Regions from separate parts of the Mustela erminea genome. Here region 1 is linked to region 2. A link is a contact called in public Hi-C data. All regions are on one chromosome and are shown on one strand. Each heading gives the region's core, a stretch centred on a gene start, on an enhancer-like site or on the middle of the called end of the contact. The rest is flanking DNA. Distances are from core to core; before and after follow the strand shown.

Region 1 (4,194 bases), core at 1,627-4,126, 280 kb before region 2:
TCAATTTTGCTCATTCTCTAAATATTTATAAATCAAGTCATATATTATGCAGTTTCTTGTGTCTGGTTTCTTCCATTTGCCATAATGAGATTCATCCACATTTTTGCATATATCAATGGTTCCTTTCTTCTCTATATGACATGGTTTGTCTATCAACTCACCTATTGATAAGTATGTGGGTTGTTACTAGTCTAGCTTTATTGAACTGTCTGCTATGAAATTACAATTCTGTGTGGACAACAGCTTGAACAAAAGTGAGGCAAGCCAAGAAGCCTAGGTCACAAAATTTAGGAGGCACTCACGCTTGGGTTCAGGTAAGTTGCCAACCCTGTACCTGTAAAACCCTGAAAGTGAGTGTCTCCTTAAATTTCTCACTTGCACTTTGCTTGCCTCACCCTAGTCCAGAACTTGCTGTGGAAAAACATTTTGATTTTTCTTGGGTAGATAACTAGGAGTGGAATTGCTGGATCACAGGAGAGTTGTCAGTTTAACTTCATTAAAAAGGTAACTGTCAAAGCAGTTTTCCAAAGTGGTTGCATCATTATACACTCCCATCAACAACTGATGAGACTTGAGTTGCTCTACAGCCTCACCAACAAGTGTATTTCCAGTTTTCTGTTCTGTTGCCACAGACCAATGCGGCTCATCCTGTGACTCTTGTTGTCATACTCATCTTCTTGGCTTCCCTAATCCAACCCAGATTCAGAAGAGCTTTTGCTGAACTCTTTCTGTGCCCATGGTTGCAAACAAAAGAAATAACAGCTCTACAGCTCTAAGTGAACTCTTCATCTTCAGGCAAAATGTTTTCACTGATGCATTTCTGAGATCTGCTCCCACTGGGTCCATTTATTTCTCTTTAAGTTTCTTTTCCATTGTCCTTCATAGCTTCTATCTGATCTCAGCTGCTTTTGTTATCCTTTACATGTATTTTGGTTGGTACCTGTGGATTCTATCTTCTACCTTTCCTGAAAATAGAGTTTTCAAAGTTTTTCCTTTTGCATTGTTTTCTACAAGAGTCAAAGTACTTATAAATGCATCCATATTGAACAGGAAATCTTTATTTGTATTTCTGAAGAAACTGTGGAAGCAGAGGTGGATTTATATAGTCAGAAGGAGATATAATTTTGTTAATTTCTAATTAGGACTGCATAATGATAGGGTTGATAGAATCTTAACAGTATCTGAAAATGATGCCACCTATTTTTCAAGGGCATCTCTAGTGAGAGTGTGGTGGCCAGGTACAAGAAAGAATCCTTATTATGTCAATGCACCCCAAGAGCAAACTGGGGAAGGCAAATTCCCACTTCCATCAGTAATTCCAACAGGGAGTTCTGTGGTTCTCATGAGATCTGCCTTTCTTGACTAAGACATTAGAAAGAGCTGTAGAATCAATGAGATTTAAGGCCTGGAGGTGACATGGACTCAGAAGCATTCCAAGCACAGTTCCTGGCACTGAGCAATGAACTGGTGGGTTATTGCAGGGATGGAATGAACTCACTGCCCTTCCTATTTTAAACTGAGCATGAATCTGCATTCTTCTCTCTTTCCCTGGTGAAATGAACCAACGGGTACCATCGGTTATAGAACATATAAAGATTTTAAATGGATATATATAAAGTAATGTGTGCATATGAAGCAATTTAGACAGTATAGACAGTGAAGAGCAGAAGTCTTAAGCAAAACAGTAAGTACTGCTATTCACGATTCTATATTTTAATACCACAAATCTCTGTATGTCTCTCTCTACAAATAATTCTATAAATATATAATACAGGATATGGAGAATAATACATGCTGGTAACTGTGTAATTCTTTGGAGAAGAGAGCGAATTTGGAAGAAGGGAATTTTTCACTGTTTATATATTTATATATTGTCTAACATTTCTAAGAATATACTCATGTATTATATAATTTTTACTGACTATCTTAACAGCTTCATGGAGGTATAACTGACATACAATAAATTGCACATATTTTAAATTTTTTATTTCTTTTAAACTGCACGTACTGAATGTGTATAATTTGGTAATTTAAATCTATATTCACTTGTGAAATCATCACCACTATCAAGGTAGTGAAAATATTTGTCACCTGGCAAGTTTCCTTATGACCTTTCATAATCTCTCCTCTCCTGACCTCCCCACCTACTCCCAGGCAACCACTGATGTGTTTTCTGTCACTGACGATTATTTAACATCTTCTAAAATAGGAAATAAATGGAATATGTTTTCTGACTTCTTTTACTCAGCACAATTGTTTTAAGACTTATCCATTTTGTAGCCGTATCAGTAGTTTATTCTTTTTTGTGTGTGAATAATTACATAATTTTTATTTTATTTATTTATTTTTTAGTTACATAATTTTTAAAGGGAGAATTCAGGGCAAAGGAGGCAAGAGAAAGCTAGATAACACATACGCCTCAAACATCCTGAAATGTTGCCATCCATTTAAAAATGTGACTTAAGTGTTTAAATATACTGAAAAGATAATGTTGTCTTACCTCACACAGTCCCATTTCCACGAGCAACCAACCACAAATGGGTTTGTGTAAGCTTCGAAAAACCTGATAGGTGATTTTTTTTTAAAGATGTCTTTTTTTTGTATTATAAAAGCGACATATGCTCCCCGCGACGTGGTAAGGAAAACGCCGCGTGTGTAGACAGGAGCCCAGGGCTCAGGGGACAGAGCTCAAGGGACTCGCCGGCAGCGCTCCGAGCTCAGCGCCCCGCCCCGTTGTCCCAGGCCCCAGGCCCCCCGAGCACCGCCCTGCCTGCAATGACAACAACTGGTCGCCAGGTGGTGCTGCAGCGCCGGGTTCCGGAGCTTCGTGACAGAAGGGGAGCTACCGCCAGCGGGGACACGTGACCCGGGGCTCCGGCTGAGGCTCCGGCGTCACGTGACGCGGCCCGGAAGCCGCGAGCCCCGGCAGCTAAGGGGGATGGCAGGGGCTCGGCGCTGAGGCGAGGACAGGTGGGCTGCACGGAAGCGGGAGCCGGAGCCGGAGCTCGAGCGGTGAGTCTTCTCGTTGACCGGCCGGGGCTGCCGGCGAGTCACTGTCTCAGGCGGGACCCACGTCGCCTTCCTCGGGGGCGCAGCGGATGCTCGGGGTCAGGCACTGACCGACTTGGGGTGCGGGTCCGAGTCTCCCCGGCTTCCCACCCTCAGCCATGATAAGATTCGGGCACCCCTCCCGGGATGAGGCGAGCACTGTCTGGCGGCAGTCTCCCTTGACCTCCCCTTGCCGTTTGACAGGTGGGGAAACTGAGGTAGCGAGCTGGGAAGGGTCAGCCAGACGACGAGCCAGGGCTTCTTCCACGCTTCCCCAAGGGGCCCCGTCGCCTCGGGCAGGTCACGCGCCCTCTGTGAGAACCCTGCTTGGGGGACTTGCGATGGTGGGTCTTCAGGTCATAGAGCTCCAGAACTGGGACCCCTTCCCCCCCGCCGGTGCAGCCCCCTTCTAGGACAGTTGGGGAAATCGAGGCTCGGGGCTTGCCTAAGGTCACACAGTGAGTTAGTGGCAGCCCTGCGACTAGAATCCAAGTCTCCCCAGGCTCCAGCAGCGGCTTGCTTTTCAGCACACCGCCTCCTGCAGACAGCTTGACGTGTGAACGGCACCCTCTCCCGTCCTCTCCTCTTCTGGCGCTCCCTTTTTTTTAGCTCTGCATTCTCCATCCCCGGATTGGCTTGGTTCTGGGTGTGGTTCCCTGTTTCAGTGTTCACGATTTTTTCTGCAGCCTCATCACTCTGTAGGTTTTGCTTCCAACGTCCTGCTATTTTGTGTAAATGGTGCCGAAATACGAAATAGGAATTGGAGTAAGCTCCTGGGTGGGTAGGTGGCTCCCAGCAGGGGTTGTGGAGAGCCCTGGGGTTAACCTGAAGAATGTAAAGCCCCGGCTTTAGTTTTTCTGTAGCTTGCTTGTCTCCTTTGGAGAATGTTGGCTATTTGGATGCAACCATTGGAGGTTTGCTGAAATGAGATAGTGTCGTGGCGTGATGGAAAGAACCAAGACTGGGGAATTGGGAGATACTGTTCTAACTCTGACACTTGCTTTGCAACCTTGGGTGACTCCCATCCTGGAATACAGTGATGGAGTTGAATCCCTAAGGACCTCTTCTGCTCTGACATTCTGTACGTTTAGCTCTGTTTGTCTTCTAATCCGAGCGGGTTTTCCCCTGGGTACATTACTGTCGCCT
Region 2 (3,717 bases), core at 419-2,918:
AGCGGCTTGCCCAAGGTCACCCGGGTGAGAAGCAAGGGCACAGGGCTTTTCAAAGAGGCTTCCGAGATTCCAAATTTTTGTCTGAGTAACTCTCAGGTGACACTCTGACCAGTTTTGACCATAGCCCCTTGACTAATAGCCTCCTTTCTTCAGTTGCTCATCTTGTGATACGGTGCCAAGTGCCCTCTTCATTCTGACCATCCGCTCTGGAGGGTCACTTGTCCAAATCTCCAGAAGTGAACACACAACAGAGTGATCCTGAAGCTGGCCTTTCCCTCACTGCCACCCTCTCCAAAATGCTTGTGACCTCAACTATCCCAGTCACAGGCCGATTAATGCTGTCCTCCTAACATTGCCACAAGTAGGAGGGCTGATAATGTCAGCTTCTTTGTCCATACTTTGTGCTGTCTGAGGATCTGTCTCAAGGCACCTGGCAAGGCCCAAGAGAAATGACACCTGAGATGTTTGTGACTCGGCCCAGAGGGCCTCTGGGTTACCTGCCAGCTCCCGAAAGCTAGGCTGCTAAGACACAGGGCATCTGAGGGACACCTCTGGGTATCCATGTGAAGCAGAGCCATAAACTAGGCACCTGGGGGAAACTGCTTAACACCACATGACCCCAACCAAGATCTACAGGATGTACTTGGCAACACAGCTTACTCTCAATCCGGTAGAACTACTTTTGTCTGGCATTTATTTCCCAAGTGGTCAGGCCTGAAGCGATGGGAGCCTGAAGATAAGGGGCTTAATTCTGACTCCACCCAAAGCCTAAAGGAGACCTCCAGTAAGTTACTGCGCTTCTCTTTTTACCTGCCGAAGTCCTTAGTTTCTTACCTACAAAACGAGACCCTGAGCAACCACGTTTGTGCATGAAGACTGAGTGAGTGGCAAAGGCACCTAAGACCTGCTCATTCCTACCCAAACTCTCTTTGAGCAACTGGCAACTTTTGAGCAAGTCCCTTAGCGTCTCCTAGGTTCATGGGTTCAGGTTCAAAGTGATCGGTGAAAAGTTCAGCGTCGCCATGGGCCAGAGTGGGCAGAGGGAAGGAAGGAAAACCACGTACCTCTGAAAACCTGGACCTCTGAAAACCTGCCACGTCCAGGAGGCAACAGCCACCCGCGCCTCCCCCATTCCCCCTTTCAAGCCATTACCGAAGACAGGGGCAAACCGGGAAGGCGCGGGGTCTAGACGTCCCAGGTCCAGCTCGCCACCCGCTCACTGGGTGATCTCGGCGACTCTGCCCTTCCCTGGGTCTCAGTTTCCCCGTCTATGCAGGGAAGAATTGGGTCTGTAACCCCTGGAGGCCTTGCAGCTCCAATGTCCTGAGGCCTGACTCCTACATTAAAACCCTTTTCGGATCGGATTTTCTGGAGGGTCGCAGAAGCGGGCAGTAGATGGGGAGAGAGTGAGAAGAGAGGCAGGCAAAAGCCCCGGCTCCGCCCGAGCTCTAGAAGAGCGACGTGTGGCCGATCGGCGGCGGCCCGGGTCTGCGCGGGGCGGGAGCGAGGAGGCACTCACCGGCATGGCTGTGGAAGCGGCGGCAGCGGCGGCGGCGGCGGCGGCGTCGGGTGCGGGAGCGTCACTGCTGCCGGCTCCGAGGGCAGGCGCTGCCATGCTTCCGGGGCTGGGCTCCCGGAGGACCCGCCCCTCCCGCCAGGCCCCGCCCCCACCGGCCGGCCGGCAGTTAGGCCCTGCCCCCTGGCCCCGCGCGCGGGGAGCCGCTGGGCAGCCGTTGGCCGCCGTGGCGGGCGGGGCCGGAGATTCCCGGGCTCGCGCACCGCCGGGTCGGCCGGCCCCCAACCCCAACTGGTCATTTTTAGACCACTTGCTCCGTGTCAGGTGTGTCTTACGGGCTGGGAATGCCAGGGCCCCGCAGGGAAGACGGCAGACTCCGCCCCTCCCTAAAGGGACAATCACATTTACTGCGGTAAATGAGTCCCCACCCGGAGACCGCGCGGGGCTGGGTACCCAAGGTGCCCTCGTGAAAAAGACGTCGCCCAGTCGGGAGGCGAGGAAGCAGGCGGTGAAAAGGCAGTGTTAGAAGGGCTGTATCCTGGGAGCGGAGAAAGGATCTCTAACTCACACTGGGGTGTGTTGGGGGCGGGAGACAGGGTTCCGGAGGAGGCGGCTCGGGGCGGAGGTAATGAGAGTCAAGGGTGGAGAGTACCTTCCTCGGAAGAAGGGAGAGGAGCTATTTGGGAGGGAGGGAGGCAGAGGGAACAGCAAGTGCACAAGTGGGGAGACAGAGTGGGCTTGAGAGGCAGGCACAAAGTGAGGTGGAGAAATGAAGAGACAAGGCTATGAGATCCACAGCCATGGGGGAAGACCATGAAGGCAGAGGTGCTCTCAGACACTAACAGAGAAACAGGCCTGCAGTCAGGCCCCATCTCCTTACACGGGAGCATCGGGGCGGTGCGCCCTCCTTGCAAAGTCCAAGGAACCTGCCTGTCAGAGTCAGTAGTTTCAGAGAGCTCGAATCAACAGAACTGCTTGGACAGCTTATTAATAACCCAGCTTTCTAGGCTTTGCCCTTGCTTCACTGCCCCTTACTCTCAAGGTATACTTTTAGTACCCCTCCTCTGCTTGGTTTGGGGAACCACTGGCTGAGGAAAACTGTCGTTTTAATACATGAAAGCTTTTTGAGAAAGTGTGCTCATTATTCATTGTTTCACTTCCAATTTACCCTTTACGTTTGCTCTATGAAAATGGATCTAGACCCTTTTAAATTTTTTTAAAAAGGTTTTTATTTGGCAGAGAGCGTGCACAAGCAGGGGGAGCTGCAGAGAAAGAGAGAAGCAGACTGTTGAGTAAGGAGCCTGATGGTGGGGCTCGATCCCAGGACCCTGAAATTATGACCTGGGCCAAAGGCCAAAGCTTAATCAACCGAGCCACCCAGGTGCCCCAGTCTGGACCCTTTCAATATTTTCTTTTTCCTTTGCCCGCTGGCAGGATGTTGAACCTTGCTTGTCAGTAGAGGTCCTGGAGACACACTGGAGGGGGAAAGGATTTACTTCCTTATTCTAGTGTGCTCACTCTCCAGGCCCTTGCCATGTGGTCCGTTGCCCCATGCCCATCTTCTGAGGATGGCTTCCCGGCACCAGGCTCCTGCTGTTCCCAGGGACTGGCAGCACCTACCAGCCAGCAGCTTCCTCCAGCATCTGCCCTCCCTCGTGTACTTTCATAGCAGGCTGACTTCAGTGAAGTGCCTCTGTGAATAGCTTTTTCCAGCACCCTAGAGGGAAATTTTCCAGCCCAGAGGGTGGATTTCTAGCAAGTTCCACAAGCATGGCATCACAGCCACTTCTCTGCCATTCAGTGGGCCACGAGGCCTGGAGCTCAGCCTAGCGTGGGGGTTGGGAAAGTCTTCCTTGGATGCTCTATGGACTATCTTGGCCCTACCAGCAGTGGCTCCTCCTGTATCTCTACCGTTTCTATAGTCTTTAGAGCTCTCTTGTTACTAGCTGTTGCCTCATTATCACAAACTCATTATAACCTTTAAACTCTCCTTGTTCAAGTTATGGTGTGGTTTCCCTCTCCTGATTAGATTCACACTGATACAGAGAATGACCACAAGCTGGCTACCTCAGTTTAGGGAAAAGGCTGATGGATCCACCCTTGGCCTAGGCTCAAGGAACACAAAATGCAAGGGATAAATCTAGGCCAGGACGAGTCGCTGACTCACACTGGCCCTGAATGAAGAGGCCCACGTCCAGCAT

What was found. A called contact is a pair of places that touch in the nucleus more often than the background predicts.
Region 1: a Hi-C map of fibroblasts shows a contact between it and region 2, with 4 times the contacts expected there. The contact joins the promoter of SLC36A1 here to the promoter of ATOX1 in region 2. A contact is called at or near these places in 2 of 3 Hi-C or Micro-C datasets (fibroblasts and spleen).

What each region holds. Positions count from the first base shown.
Region 1 is chr3:121,715,439-121,719,632 of mMusErm1.Pri, reverse strand. It overlaps SLC36A1 (proton-coupled amino acid transporter 1), which reads left to right and starts at 2,876. Exons shown (of 10, transcript XM_032337259.1): 1 at 2,876-3,012.
Region 2 is chr3:121,439,231-121,442,947 of mMusErm1.Pri, reverse strand. It overlaps ATOX1 (copper transport protein ATOX1), which reads right to left and starts at 1,668. Exons shown (of 4, transcript XM_032337253.1): 1 at 1,520-1,668. The coding sequence starts at 1,615.